Regions from separate parts of the Ovis aries genome. Here region 2 is linked to region 1. The links are chromatin contacts, called in public Hi-C maps. All regions are on one chromosome and are shown on one strand. The core of a region is the stretch at or near the end of the contact, and the rest is flanking DNA. Distances in the headings are between cores, read along the strand shown.

What was found. A called contact is a pair of places that touch in the nucleus more often than the background predicts.
Region 2: a Hi-C map of mixed tissues shows a contact between it and region 1, with 2.3 times the contacts expected there. The contact joins the promoter of ADCK2 here to the enhancer-like site in region 1. A contact is called at or near these places in 2 of 16 Hi-C or Micro-C datasets (mixed tissues and omental adipose tissue).

The regions. Positions count from the first base shown.
Region 1 is chr4:105,368,623-105,375,607 of ARS-UI_Ramb_v3.0, forward strand. It overlaps DENND2A (DENN domain containing 2A), which reads right to left. Exons shown (of 20, transcript XM_060415154.1): 3 at 1,119-2,270. The coding sequence starts at 2,146. Among named protein-coding and RNA genes, the nearest start is that of DENND2A, 32 kb to the right of the region's middle. Within about 2 kb of position 3,804, at least 3 of the 54 cell types and tissues checked have an H3K27ac peak or open chromatin away from gene starts, as enhancers often do.
Region 2 is chr4:105,413,847-105,421,063 of ARS-UI_Ramb_v3.0, forward strand. It overlaps ADCK2 (aarF domain containing kinase 2), which reads left to right and starts at 4,971. Exons shown (of 8, transcript XM_004008109.5): 1 at 4,971-6,573. The coding sequence starts at 5,641. It overlaps LOC132659768 (a long non-coding RNA gene), which reads right to left and starts at 4,933. Exons shown (of 3, transcript XR_009600546.1): 1 at 4,730-4,933; 2 at 4,130-4,356; 3 at 1-200.

The sequences.
Region 1 (6,985 bases), core at 2,554-5,053:
GTCGTGTCCGACTCTGTGTGACCCCACAGACGGCAGCCCACCAGGCTCCACCGTCCTTGGGATTCTCCAGGCAAGACCACTGGAGTGGGCTGCCATTTCCTTCTCCAATGCATGAAAGTGAAAAGTGAAAGGGAAGTCTCTCAGTTGTGTCCAACTCTTGGTGACCCCGTGAACTGCAGCCTACCAGGCTCCTCTGTCCATGGGATTTTCCAGGCAAGAGTATTGAAGTGGGCTGCCATTGCCTTCTCTATCTGCAGAGGCTAAGTGACGTCAATCAAGAAAAGCACAGAGAACTGACAAATTGGATTTAGCAAAGACGGAGGTCGTAGGTGGACTTGGCCAACAGAAGTTCTAGGATTAGTAGCAAAAGCCCTACTGCAGGGAGTCAGGCTAAACCCAGGTGGGAAGCAGTGGTAACAGCAGGGACAGACAGCTATCTGGAGGAGTTTTTCCTCAGTAAAGGGTTTCCAGATTAGAAGGTATCAAACCAATTAGCACATTACAGAAACAGACTAGAGATCAGGTTTCAGAACGGAAAAAAATTGTCTCCAAAGCACAGATTTTACCTTTAAGCATTCACAGGTTTTATTATCTAAAGGTATTTTAATATTACCAAATATTTACCATGTGAGCATCTACACATATAAATGAGAAAATTGAGGCCTCGAGATGTTAAGTAACTTGTTCCAAGTTAGACAGACCGTGAGAGGGCCAGGATAGGCCAGGCAGTGTGTTTCTAGAGTCCAAACCAAGAAAAACCACGAAAGCAAGAGGGAGGAGAGACTTGGAGCTCCACGTGCAAGGTGGGGGTGGTAGAGACAGAATAAGCATCAGTTAGTAGACTGCCAGCGTTAACACTCGTTTGCATTTAACCCCTGGTTACTGTCTGAATTACAAGCACTCAGGCACATCTACGGGGTGATCTTTCGAAGCGAATACTCTCTTTTTCAGGACGAGGAACAAGCACAAGACACTTCTACATCAGTTACCACGTCTTCAGGTTTAATCAGTGAACCATGTTGCTACAGATGGTCTTGACTAACTACGAGATCCGACGATTTAGTAAACAGGCTGAGAACAGACAGTTGCCGTGGGGCATAAAGTCACGGGTCACCTACCTGTGGTCAGCACTGGCTTTCGGTCTCCCGCTCCACAGCCTTCTGTTCACCGAGGGGGGTGGGGGAGAGGAGGGCAGGGGCGGGGGAGGTAGAGAGGGCAGAGGAGGCAGGTTCCTTCTGTCTTTCCGGAAGCTCGTGCCTGGGTTCCCATCCTTGTCCCCTTCTCCATCGTGTTTGAAAGTTCTCCGGGGTTTGGGCAAGGGGTTGATAAAGGGTTTTGTGGGGGGGTCCTCCAAGCCTCTGTACACACTCTCCAGGCTCTGGTCACAGGGCCTCCTGCACAAGCCTTTCCTTTCCTCGGCAGCCTCAAGGGCAGGCTCCCTGGTTTCCAGGTCCAAGCGGTGGGCTCTGAACTCTGAGCCGCCCCCACCCCCGCGGTGCTCAGGAAGGGTGGGCGCCTCCTCGGCCTTGTCCGGCGGGCAGTGTGGGGAATAACACGTGCCTGGTAACTGGGGATCCAACCCGGCAGACCCATCCTTCAGAGCCTGCTCGAGTTTCTTGACCTGCTTCAGCACAGACAGGCTATCGTTCTGAAAGCGCTGTTTGCCAAGCCTGGGCTCCCGGCCTCTGCCCAAGCTGGGAGCCGACTCCCGGGCTGACTGGCTCAGGTCCGGCCTCTGCTCAGCATCCTGTGCTCTGACCTTCACTTTATTCCGCTCATCCTCTCTACTTTCCATGTCCAGCCTCGTTCCATTCTGAGCCTCGGTGACCCGAGCCCTCGAACCATCACTGCTTCTCCTCTCCGTCACACAGGACATCAGGTAACCCTCCTGGCCATCTGCCTTCCTGCCAGGGGCAGGCGTGGGCAATTCCCTTTTCCCTTCCCATTCTGATATCTTGTCCTTTATGCTGAGGGACGTGTGCCGGGCCCTGCCTTGGGCGGGAGGGCACGGGTCCTGAACACTGACCAGCTGCCTCTTGCCGGCCCTGCTGGTTCCTTTAGCACTGAGATCCGAAGCTGAGTCACTGATGATCATATCTGAGCTGAACATGTTCTGTTGAGAACAGTCCACTCTTGGCTCCAGCATCAGGTTATGGAGGCTCTCTAGGGGGCTTCTTCGGAAGGCTGGATCCTGATCTAGGAAAGGGATGGAGGAACTAAATGGCTGCCTTTGAGGGTCTTCGCCAGTCTTTGGACCGTCCACTTTGACCCTAAATAAGAAAAACACAGAGTGAGGCATTCTTGGTTATTGTTCTTGACACATCACAGCAATTTGCTAACACTTACATATAAATTGTTGGGCTTCCCTTGTGGCTCAGCTGGTAAAGAATCCACCTGCAGGGCGGGAGACCTGGGTTCGATCCCTGGGTTGGGAAGATCCCCTAGAGAAGGGAAAGGCTACCCACTCCAGTATTCTGGCTTCAAGGATTCCATGGTCTGTATAGTCAGTCCATGGGGTCAAAGAGAGTCAGATATGACTGAGTGACTTTCACTTTCACTTTCAGATATAAATGTTAGATACTAGTTGCAAGCCACAAACATTGAAACCACCATTGAAAAAATCACTTTATGCTTTTCTCCTGGGGGGACAGCAAAACGGAATGAAAGGAGCTATTGGACTGTGGCATTCAATAGATGTGGGTGTAAATCCTAATTCAACCACTGACCAGTTGTGTGACCTTGGCTGAACTGTTTAACTTCTCTAAACCTCAGTTTCCTCACCTGTGAAATGGGAATAACAATAAACATACCTACCAAGTGGCTATAAACACTTAGTAAGCTAGCTCATATTAAGCATCTAGAATGGTGTGAGTGTACAATGGCAGTTATCATTATTGTTAGCTTTTTCCCAATGAAAATAGAGGTTTCATGAGATAGAAGATTATACCAACAGACAATCCTTTGGAATGATTATTTAAAAATTAAAACAAATGTCATAAGTCATGAAGTTTTCCCTAATTCTGGGCTTGATAAACTGTCCTGATTTGAGTCGGTAAAGCCACAATGACTGGCTGCATTTGACTGGAACCTCCTCTAGAATGTGAACCCCACTAGACTGGTTTCTCTGGGAGGACAGGGATCATTTTGTCTATTGCTTCAACCCTAGCACCCCTAACAACACCCGGCAGAGTAGGTGGTCAATAATACTTGTTGCATGAATAAGCGAGTAAATGAACAGATTCAGATTTCCTGCATGGCCTAGAACTGCATTGTCCGGTATGGCAGTCACTAGCCACATGTGGCTATTTAAACTAAAATCAAGTTAAATCAAAGCTTTGGTTCCTCAGTTGCAGCAGCCACATGTCAAGAACTCAGTAGCCACGTGTGTTTAACAGTTACTATACTGGATGGAATAGAAAACAATTTCCATCACTGCAAAAAGGTCTCACTCAACACAAATGTATGGGGATATAGGCCTCCAAATGTGATTTTAGAAGATCAGTTAGTGCCGTGAAGATGTTAAAAATTATTTAGAAAGAAAAACAGAAGCTCCAATACTTTGGCCATCTGATGTGAAGAGCCAACTCATTGGAAAAGACCCTGATGCTAGGAACGATTGAAGGCAGGAGGAAAAGCGGGCGACAGAGGATGAGATGGCTGGATGGCATCACCGACTCAATGAGCATGAGTTTGAGCAAGCTCTGGGAGATAGTGAAGGACAGAGAAACCTGGTGTGTTGCAGTCTACGGCACTGCAAAAAGTCAGTCATGATTTAGTGACTGAACAACAACAATGAGCGTGAGAGTATCGGTGTTTTGAAATGCAAAGCATTTCTTCCACCAGCAAAGGTCATGACTGAGCACAGTGACCTTAAATGTGCCAAGAAGAGCAAGCGTGCACGGACCGGCTTCATGGCGCATGTTTTCAAAATACACAGGCTCTTGGAAACTCCAGCTAAGGTTCACATGAGGGATGAGTAACTAGCAATTTCACGCATCCTGTTACTATCTAGCTTTCTAGTCCAGAGACTAATGGTTGTTTATATAAAGACTTCTTCCTGGCTTGAGATATTAACATGTAAATTATGTTGTTGTTCTTGGTTGCTTAGCATAAATCAGAAACTTGTGAAATTGGAAACAAATTTTCATATGTTAAATATGGCTATCAAAGCAGATTTCCTTATTTCAATAATCAATTACCATTCATAACAGAGTGCTTACAAAAAAGAAACACTTTTTTTAACAGCTCTGTCACCACTGAGGACATTAGCATGAATTCAAATTTTAGTCAGAATCAGAGTTAGAATCAGTTAGTTATTCTACTGAGAATTCCAAAGCCAGAAATTTAACTTCTTGCTCTTACTGTCTAGAGGCAAGATGAAGAGATAGGACACATAAAAACACAATTCAAGTTAGTTCACGCTTGGTGAGAACTGATGATATAATATATAATCATTAACATCATATGTACTATTAAATAATATTGACAGTAGATGAATATAGGACTTTGGAGTTAAAGGGACCTGGGTTTGGACCTTGGTTTCATTTTTTTCACCCTACAATGAGAATACTGAAATTTTATTGGTGCAGAGGCCAAATTTATTTTGTTCGCTATGCTCAATACATAGCAGGTAGTCAATGAGTTAAATGAGTGAAAGGATGCATTAATATATGTAAAGTACCCACAGTACAGCATACATTGTAAGTCTTGATAGCAATAAATGGTAACTAGTGTTATTGTAATAGTTATAGTTATTGTCTAAGATCCCAAACATCTGGAGTGACTTTACAATCACTGAGGGTCCATCTAAAAACTGAAGACGAGAAAAGGCTAGTCTGTTAGAAAACTACCCTGGAATTATAAAGCTCAAGCAGCAACGGGAAGGATGATGAAACCAGGGCAGAGTGCCTTCTGCACATGTTTGCTGGACCCAAGAACTTCTCTGGTTCATGTTTCCAGGATTCTGTGACCCTTAAAGGGGCTCTGGACTGGGGTGCACAGTTGTGAACAGCTCAGTGATCTGTGAACAGCTCAGTGACTGCCAAGTCCCCTGCAGAATGTGAGACACGGTACCGGAGGAAAGGGCTCCATCTGGGGAGAAAACAACCCTGCTAATATAAGATGGGTAAAAAGGCTATGTGGACAGGTGCAGCTGCAAAGCTTTAGGGCTCAACAATAATTAAAACACCTGAACAAAACAGATAACCAACAAAGACCTACTGTGCAAGCACAGGGAACTCTGCTCAGTGTTATGTGGCAGCCTGGATGGGTGGGGGGAGTTTGGAGGAGAATGGATACATGTATATGTATGGCTGAGTCCCTTTGCTGTTCACCTGAAATTATCACAACATTATTCACTGGTTATACCCCAATACAAAATAAAAAGCTAAAAATAAATAAAGAAAATGAAGTTTTTAAAAAAGAAAAATAAACCCTGGACTGGAAGGCATACATGGGGATAAGGCCCAAAGTGGACCCTAGGCATCAGCCAGACCTTCCTCGACCACTGTGGTCCTATGCTGTTGCCTGAGCACAGGGCATGGAGATGGTTTACAGGGGAGGGGGCTCATCACAATGACTTAGATCAGAAAGCTTCCTTAGTTCAGGGAGGTGGGGTTCGTGAGGAGGGAAAGGCAGTGGAAAAAGGAAGGAGACTGAGAATCTGGGCCAACTTCTGCAGTCATGGGGGAGAAAAGTTCTTACTTGTCAGCCAATTCGTAGCCCAGGTTTTCAGTCCAGCTGTGGCTGCCCTTGGCTGGCCTGCATAGTCATCATGTCAACACCAAGAGGAGCTTCGAGTTGCCTGGGGGAACAGGGGGGCACACTCAGTGAGCATGGCAGCCAATCCAGGGCCCACACCCCAAACTATCCCTGGCGGCTTCCACCCTGGAGTAGGGGGTGACAGGGTTGCACCGTATAGAATTCCCGATGCAGAGAGGGGTGGGGTCAGAGGCACAGAATCTGAGGTCCACCCAGATTCAGCCCCCATGCCAACGCTTCCCATATGTGCAAGCATGTGTGTGTGTCTTTTAGATAAAAGAAACCAAAAATTTTTAGAAAACGTGTAACCTAAGAAAGTAAAACAAATACCAGCACAACTTGCCACTCTTTCAAGGCTCTGTAAGAACCAGTGATGTGCTGCTGCTGCTGCTGCTAAGTCGCTTCAGTCAGACCCCAAAGAAGAGAAGAGTTGTTACTTAATTTGAAACAAGAAATAAACCACCTGCTCAAGTGGCAATGCCTACACAGAGCTATTCTATTCTTCCGCTGCCCTGACGCTGGGTATAAACCTATACTGTCTTTGGCTTTAGAGCCCTGCGTGGAGACACTCTTTCAGAGGCTCAGAATACAGGAGCGGGAAATGCTCAGCCACTAGGTCATCTGTCTGGTCTATGAAAACCAGGAGATGGTCCTAGCAGAGCCAGGCTTCCCACAGAACATCTTGAACCTGCAACATGCTAAGGACCACATGGGTACCAAAGGAGCCGTCTCTGTGGAGAAGCAGCAGGGTTTTTTTGAGAAGCAGCAGTTTTATAAAACTTCAGGGTCTGACATCCAAATGAACTGAAGTAACTGATTAAATGTACTACTTCAATAGCAAGTCCCTACAGAACTCTGGACAAATGAGCATGGCTTGGGTGGACGTGGCTAGGAAGATGAGACCCGTCGGCAAATGCCAACAGGATCTGCCCTGCAATTCTGTAGAGCATGACCACGAGGGACTGGGGCCCCACTTGATGGAGAGAGGGTGACTCCTTGACTAGAGGTTTGGAGAATACTCAGACTCTGGAGATTTCACTCCACTGAAAGTGAAAGTTGCTCAGTTGTGTCCAACTCTTTGCAACCTCATGGACTATACAGTCCATGGTATTCTCCAGAATACTGGAGTGGGTAGGCTTTCTCTCCTCCAGGGGATCTTCCCAACCCAGGGATCGGACCCAGGTCTCCTGCAGTATGGCGCATTGTTTACCAGCTGAGCCACAAG
Region 2 (7,217 bases), core at 3,721-6,220, 46 kb after region 1:
CAGAGGCGGCAGCAGACCAGAACTCGTTAGAACTGCAGATTCTCAGGCTCCATGCCAACCTACAGGATCAGACACTGGGGACGAGGTCAGCCCTCAGGGGGTTCTGATGGATGCTAAAGTTAGACAGCCTCTGCTTCAGGGGAATTTCTAGGATGCCACAAGGGGCTCAAGTCAGATCTTCCATGATGTTGCCTCCATATCTGTGAAACAGAACAACTTCTGTTTATCTAGATAATATAAACAACAATACTTGCTAACATTTAGTGACACCTGGTGTTATGCACGTCACATACAGCTTTGGCTTTCAAAAGTCTGAGAGGCAGGATCTGTTTATACCTCCATCTGACAAGCGAGGAATAGAGGCTCCAAAAGGCGAGGTGACTCGTCCCTAACGTTATACAGGTTACACAGAACTGAAACCAGGCTTATGTGGCTCCAGAATTTTGCTCTTAACCACTGGTAAAGATAACAATTGCCGGACTTCCCTGGCGGTCCACTGGTTAAGACTCCATGCTTCCAGTGTTCTGTCTCTGGTCTGGGAACTAAGGTCCCATGTGCTACATGGAGAGGCCAAGAAAGAAAGAAATAATCAAACAAAAAAGATGCTAACTGCCACATGGATGGAAGTCTAAAGAATTTGTATAGTTTTAGTCAGAGTTCCCGGCCCAATTTGCCTGAAGTCAAACAGAGGCCCAGACAGACCATCTGAGGTCACCTCTTTTATTTTGGGGGGAAGATAAAAAATTTTTTAATTTATCCTTCCGCCAAACTAATTTCCATCTGCAGTTATTTTTTAATGTAAAAAGCAATGAGTCAACTGAAGAAAGGTCTGTGGCCTTGGCTAGGCCATGGTGACACTGGGACACTCAACTGAGAACCTGGGCCCATGGGGATGAGCAGGACTGGACCCGCCTCAGGGAAGCGTCTCCAGGAAGGCTCTGCGGTGCCACGCCCTCTGCTGGTAGACAGTCTCAAGGACAGTATAGTTGCCATAACAGGAATCTTCAATAATGAGTTGTTTTGGGGATCAGAGCTGGCAGATCAATTCAGTTCAGTCACTTAGTCGTGCCCAATTCTTTGTGACCCCATGACTGCAGCACACCAGCTTCCCTGTCCATCACCATCTCCCAGAGCTTGCTCAAACTCATGTCCATTGAGTCGGTGATGCCGTCCAACCATCTCGTCTTCTGTCATCCCCTTCTCCTCCCGCCTTCTATCTTTCCCAGCATCAGGGTCTTTTCCAATGAGTCAGTTCTTTGTATCAGATGACCAAAGTGCTGGAGTTTCAGCTTCAGCATCAGTTCTTCCAACAAATTATTCAGGACTGATTTCCTTTAGGATACACTGGTTGGATCTCCTTGCAGTCCAAGGGACTCTCAAGAGTCTTCTCCAGCTGAAAAGCATCAATTCTTTGGTGCTCAGCCTTCCTTATGGTCCAACTCTCACATCCATACTTGACTAATAGGAAAACCATAGTTCTGACTAGACGGACCTTTGCTGGCAAAATAATGTCTCTGTTTTTAATATGTTGTCTAGGTTGGTCATAGCTTTTCTTCCAAAGAGCAAGCATCTTTTAATTTCATGGCTGCAGTCACCATCTGCAGTGATTTTGGAGCCCCCCAAAATAAAGTCTCTCACTGTTTCCATTGTTTCCCCACCTATTTGCCAAGGAGTAATGGGACCAGATGCCATGATCTTAGTTTTCTGAATGTTGAGTTTTAAGCCAACTTTTCCACTCTCCTCTTTCACTTTCATCGAGGCTCTTTAGTTCCTCTTTGCTTTCTGCCTTAAGCTTGTGTCATCTGCATATCTGAGGTTATTGATATTTCTCCCAGAAATTTTGATTCCAGCTTATGCTTTATCCACCCTGGCATTTCATATGCTGTACTCTGCATATAAATTAAATAAGCAGAGTGACAATATACAGCCTTGATGCACTCCTCCATATCTGGTTCTAACTGTTGCTTCCTTACCTGCATCCAAGTTTCTCAGGAGGCAGGTAAGGTGGTCTGTATTCCCATCTCTTTCAAAATTTTTCACAGTTTTTTGTGACCCACACAGTCAAAAGCTCTAGCGTAGTCAATGAAGCAGAAGTAGATGTTTTTCTGAAATTCTCTTGCTTTTTCTATGATCCTATGGATGTTGGAAATTTGATCTCTGGTTCCTCTGCCTTTTCTAAATCCAGCTTGAACATCTGGAAGTTCTCAATTCACATATTGTTGAAGCCTACTTAGCTTGGAGGATTTTGAGCATGACCTTGCTAGCATGTGAAGTGAGCGTAATTGTGGGGTCCTTTGAACATTCTTTGGCATTGCCTTTCTTTGGGATTGGGATGAAACCTGACCTTTTCCAGTCCTGTGGCCACTGCTGAGTTTTCCAAATTTTCTGGCATATTGAGTGCAGCACTTTTACAGCATCATCTTTTAGGATCTGCAGTAGTTCAGCTACGATTCCATCATCTCCATTAACTTTATTTGTAGTGATGCTTCCTAAGGCCCATTTGACTTCACACTCCAGGATGTTTGGCTCTAGGTGAGTGAGCACACCATCGTGGTCATCTGGGTCATTAAAATCTTTTGTATAGTTCTTCTGTGTATTCTTGCCACCTCTTTTTAATATCCACTGCTTCTGTTAGGTCCATACTATTTCTGTCCTTTATCGTGCCTATCTTTGCATGAAATGTTCCTTTGGTACCTCTAATTTTCTTGAGGAGATCTCTAGTCTTTCCCATTCTATTGTTTTCCTCTATTTCTTTGTATTGATCACTAAAGAAGGCTTTCTTACCTCTCCTTGCTATTCTTTGGACCTCTGCATTCAGATGGATATATCTTTCTTTTTCCCCTTTGCCTTTTGCTTCTCTTCTTTTCTCAACTATTTGTAAGACCTTCTCAGATAATCATTTTGCCTTTCTGTATTTCTTTTTCTTGAGGATGGTTTTGATCACCACCTCCTGTATAATGTTATGAACCTCCATCCATAGTTTCTCAGGCACTGTCTATCAGATCTAATCCCTTAATCTATTTGTCACTTCCTGTGTATAATCCTAAGGGATTTGATTTAGGCCATACCTGAATGGTGTAGTGGTTTTCCTTACTTTTTTCAATTTAAGTCTGAATTTTGCAATAAGGAGTTCATGATCTGAGCCACAGTCAACTCCCGGTCTTGTTTTTGCTGACTGTATAGAGCTTCTCCATCTTCAGCTGCAAAGAATATAATCAATCTGATTTCAGTATTGACCATCTGGCGACGTCCATGTGTAGTGTCATCTCTTGTGTTGTTGGAAGGTGTTTGCTATGACCAGTGGATTCTCTTGGCAAAATTCTTATTAGCCTTTGCCCCATTTCATTTTGTACTCTGAAGCTTGGAGGGTATAGTTAATGGCTGGCCATACTTAAAACCAGCGGAGTTAGGTATGACTTCTGTCTTGGGAACTTCAAAAAGGGTCTGCACATCTTGGGAAATGGGAGTTGGATTGTTAGCCTGCAGTGCAAGAGTCACCAAGTTTTCCCGCAGTCCTTAGGCTGTGAGTGGCAGTCACACTTCCAGCAGCAGGCATGGGCCACGTCTCCAGGGTCTTTCCACTTGTGAGTCCCTGGCAGACTTCTCTGGAAGGCTGTCACCCACGTAGAGATAAAGGGTCGTGAATGTAGAGGTGACTGTGGTACCCCAGCGCAGTCAGCCTCCAAGCCCCAAACAGCAGAGCAGATGCCCACTGGCCTTCCCTGGCTGTCCTGACTGATTTCCAAGCTCTGCTCTGCTCCTCTTTGCTTTCTAGGGCTATCTGGCCTTCTCTGGTTCTTCACAGTTTAAAAAAACTCCCTCAGAACCTCACAGCAAACATCTTCCTATTTGGGGGCTTAATTCTTTTTGCGGCTGAACACCCTCCCACCCGTACCACCCTCCCCTCTTCTCCCAAATAGCTGCCATCCTGGGGGGTTCTCCTTGTTGCCCAAATCTTGGCTCTGTGCACCAGTGCCAAACAGAAATATGGAGACAGAGTTATGGAGGAGAAGGAAAGAGCGGCTTTATTCATTCGCCAGACAAAGGGGGAACACAGTAGGCTAGTGCCTCAAGAACTGTGCCCCCCTCCCTGGTAAAGAGGGAGGGGTTATATAGTCTGGCAAGGTACCTGAGAAGGATCAAGACGGTAACAGTCTTGCATTCTTCTTCTGCAAAGTTTCAAAAGGGTGAGGTTGCTGACAAGGTTAGGGTGTGCAGCGGCTTGGATGGTTAGGTCTCCTAATTCTTGAATACCCTTTAATCGTGCCTCAGGTGGTTTCCTGGCTGCTCCTCCCTTGATTAGCAACTGTTCTGCCCTTTGGGACTCAGAGAAGGTCATGGAGGCTGGAGTCTTGCCTACAAGAAATGGGGGACAAAGAGACCTTCGTGTCCAGGAGCCCCGCAGGGCCCAGCTCGGCATCGTCCGCATTGTTCCCTTCTTTCATGGTGAGATCTTCCTCAAAAGTGATGAGCCTGCAAGGTCAGGATGTGTGTTTCCATGTTCCCAGGACCTCGCACGGTAGATATTATTGAGCCTCGATAAATATTAGATGGAGTTTAAGAAATATAGACTTGGTTGAATGAATGATCACTCTTTCCGGAGCCACAGCCCCGGGTTCAAACACGTTCCCCAAATCAGGGCAGCCTGGGAATCCCGCCGTCCAAGGACAACACCCCCCACCCAGCTCCTCCCACCACCCTCCCGATCCCGCTCAACTGAAAACCAGACCTTGTTCAGGAACCGGCTATCAATATCCCCGGCATTCCCGCGTTTCCACGCTGTTTGTAAGGAAAGCTACAATGTCATTGGAGAGACAGAGGCACAGTGGAGAGACCGGGTGTGGAGGGCGCGTTTGGCGTTAATTCTATTTGTGGGACCCCAGGACCCGAGGGCCGGGTGAATCTCTGCCGGAGTCTGGGTCGCGTTCGCTTTAAAGGGGCGGTTCCCGAGCCGGCGGGCGGGCGGTCCCGGAAGACGCGCGTCGCGCGGCCTGGGCGTCGGGATCCCTGCTCCCCGGCCCCCCCGGGTCCGGATCCCCGGTCCTCGGACCCCCGGCCCCTCCGAGTCCCTATCTCCGGTACTCCGCTCCGCGACCCTCCGCTCCCCTTCCCCGCCCCTGGCGCCCAGACCTCCACTGCCCTTGGGACCTCGGCTCTCTGGAGCCCCCACCCGACTCCTCCCCACCGCGCGCTCGCTGCCTTGGTCCTCGACCGTTCGCGCTGCCCCCGCCCCCGGCCCCAGCTCTCCACCCCTCGCCTTATCTGGTTCTTCCTCACCCCCATCAGGCTCTCCGCACCGCGGCCCTCCGATCGGTCCCCCTCGCGCCCCTCTCCGCGCAGCCCTGCTGCGTCCTGGCCCTCGGCGGGTGCACTCTGGCGCCGGCGGGCGTGCGCGGTGACCCTGCGGTCGCCCGGCTCCGTCTCCGCCCGCGCGGCCACCTCGCGCAGGTCACGTCCCTGTCCTGGGGACTGCACACGGGCGGCCAGGTCTGCGCGCCCCCTTCATCTCGCTGCTGCCCCGCTCTTAAACGGAATACTCGGCGGAGGCCCGGACTCATGTCGTCCTTGCGGAAAGAAGGAACATAGATGGGCCCTCCTTAAGTGGAGGCAGGCAGCCGAGGCCGTGACCTCTGGGAGAGGATGGTGACCCCCTGGCGCTTCTCTCTCAGGGTCTGCTTGGCGCACTTGAGAGGTTTTGCGCTCAGAAAGGAACTCGGCCTTCTGAGACCCTCTGGGGGCTGTCGCAAGGCTAGACTCTGTTGGCTTCTGCTTGGCACTTTGCCCAAACTCGTCTCCACCTGTGAGGACATTGGCAAGGGGGCTCCGGAGAGCGTACGTCGACAGACCACCAGTTGGAGTGACCTGGCTGAAAATGGGCCGCTGGAAAGAGTCCCTACGGAGGGGCGGCTGGGCTGGCTCCTCCTGCACGTGCGCATCTGGCTCAGAGCAGGGGCTCTCTTGGTGAAATTCTTCCCCCTCCTCCTACTCTATCCCCTCACCTATCTGGCTCCCAGTGTCTCCAGTCTCTGGCTCCACCTGCTTCTGAAAGCCACCGAGACCTCGGGCCCCACCTACATCAAGTTGGGCCAATGGGCCAGCACCCGGCGGGATCTCTTCTCAGAGGCGTTCTGCGCCCAGTTCTCCAGGCTGCACGTCCAGGTGTCGCCCCATCCTTGGACTCACACCGAACACTTCCTGCGCCAGGCCTTTGGGGAGGACTGGGAGAGGGTCCTCTTCTTTGAGAAGCAGGAGCCAGTGGGTTCCGGCTGCGTGGCCCAAGTGTACAAAGCGCGAGCCAATCCTGCCTTCCTGGAGAACGACAGCATCCAGAGACTGGCTACGGCCTCCAAACTGCAGCTCTCCTCGGAAACTGGGGCAGCTGGGGGGCTGGGCGAGCTCTCTGGACGCCTGGAGAAGGCGGGGAGGCCTCAAGAGAGTCTTGCCGACCAGTCGTTTGTAGAAAGGCTGCTCTTCCCTAAAGCGGACCTGGTTGGATCCAATGCATCCTTGTCTCAGGCTTCAGGGACCGCCCATGAACAGGAGCCAGATCACCTCGTCCCCGTGGCCGTGAAAGTAAGTGTTCTGATGTTTGCAGCCAGGCCCTCCCATCTCTAAAACCTCACCAACTCCACGGGGCTACCCAGGTCAGGATACAACCCTTTGCAAATTACCCCATGGTGCCTTCCGTTGATTTCTTTCAGCTTGACCATTATCTGAGTACCTGTGACACACAAGCTGTTTGATTTCTTGGCTTGAAGGAGAGTGATGCGAATGGCCTGAAAAAGGAAGATGAAGAGGCTGTGGAGTTGGCTGTCTCTGCGGGGGGAGGACCCATCATCCATCCGGCTGACCTCTTGGCTCTGGGGTCAGGATAAATGGGAGACAGACTAGGTTAGGTGTTACTGTGGCAAATCCAAGAGGGCAGCGTTCATTTTTACAACATCAGCTTCCTTCTCGGTTCATTTCCAGTTACCCCTGCCCGGCTCCATCATCTCTCCTCTCCACACCTTTCCATTCCTGATCCGAACACCCCCAGGAGAACTAGCGGTCCTAGTAGCCAATACCCTGGTGCTCTCACCCTCACAGAAAAATCCCTCCCATGGGTGCCTCACTGAGACAGGCTGAATTCATAATTTCCAAGGGGAGAGCCTGACCTGGCCTTTTATAATTGCTGCAAATGAGTCGCAACATCAGGCATGTTTAGGAAACACTTGTCC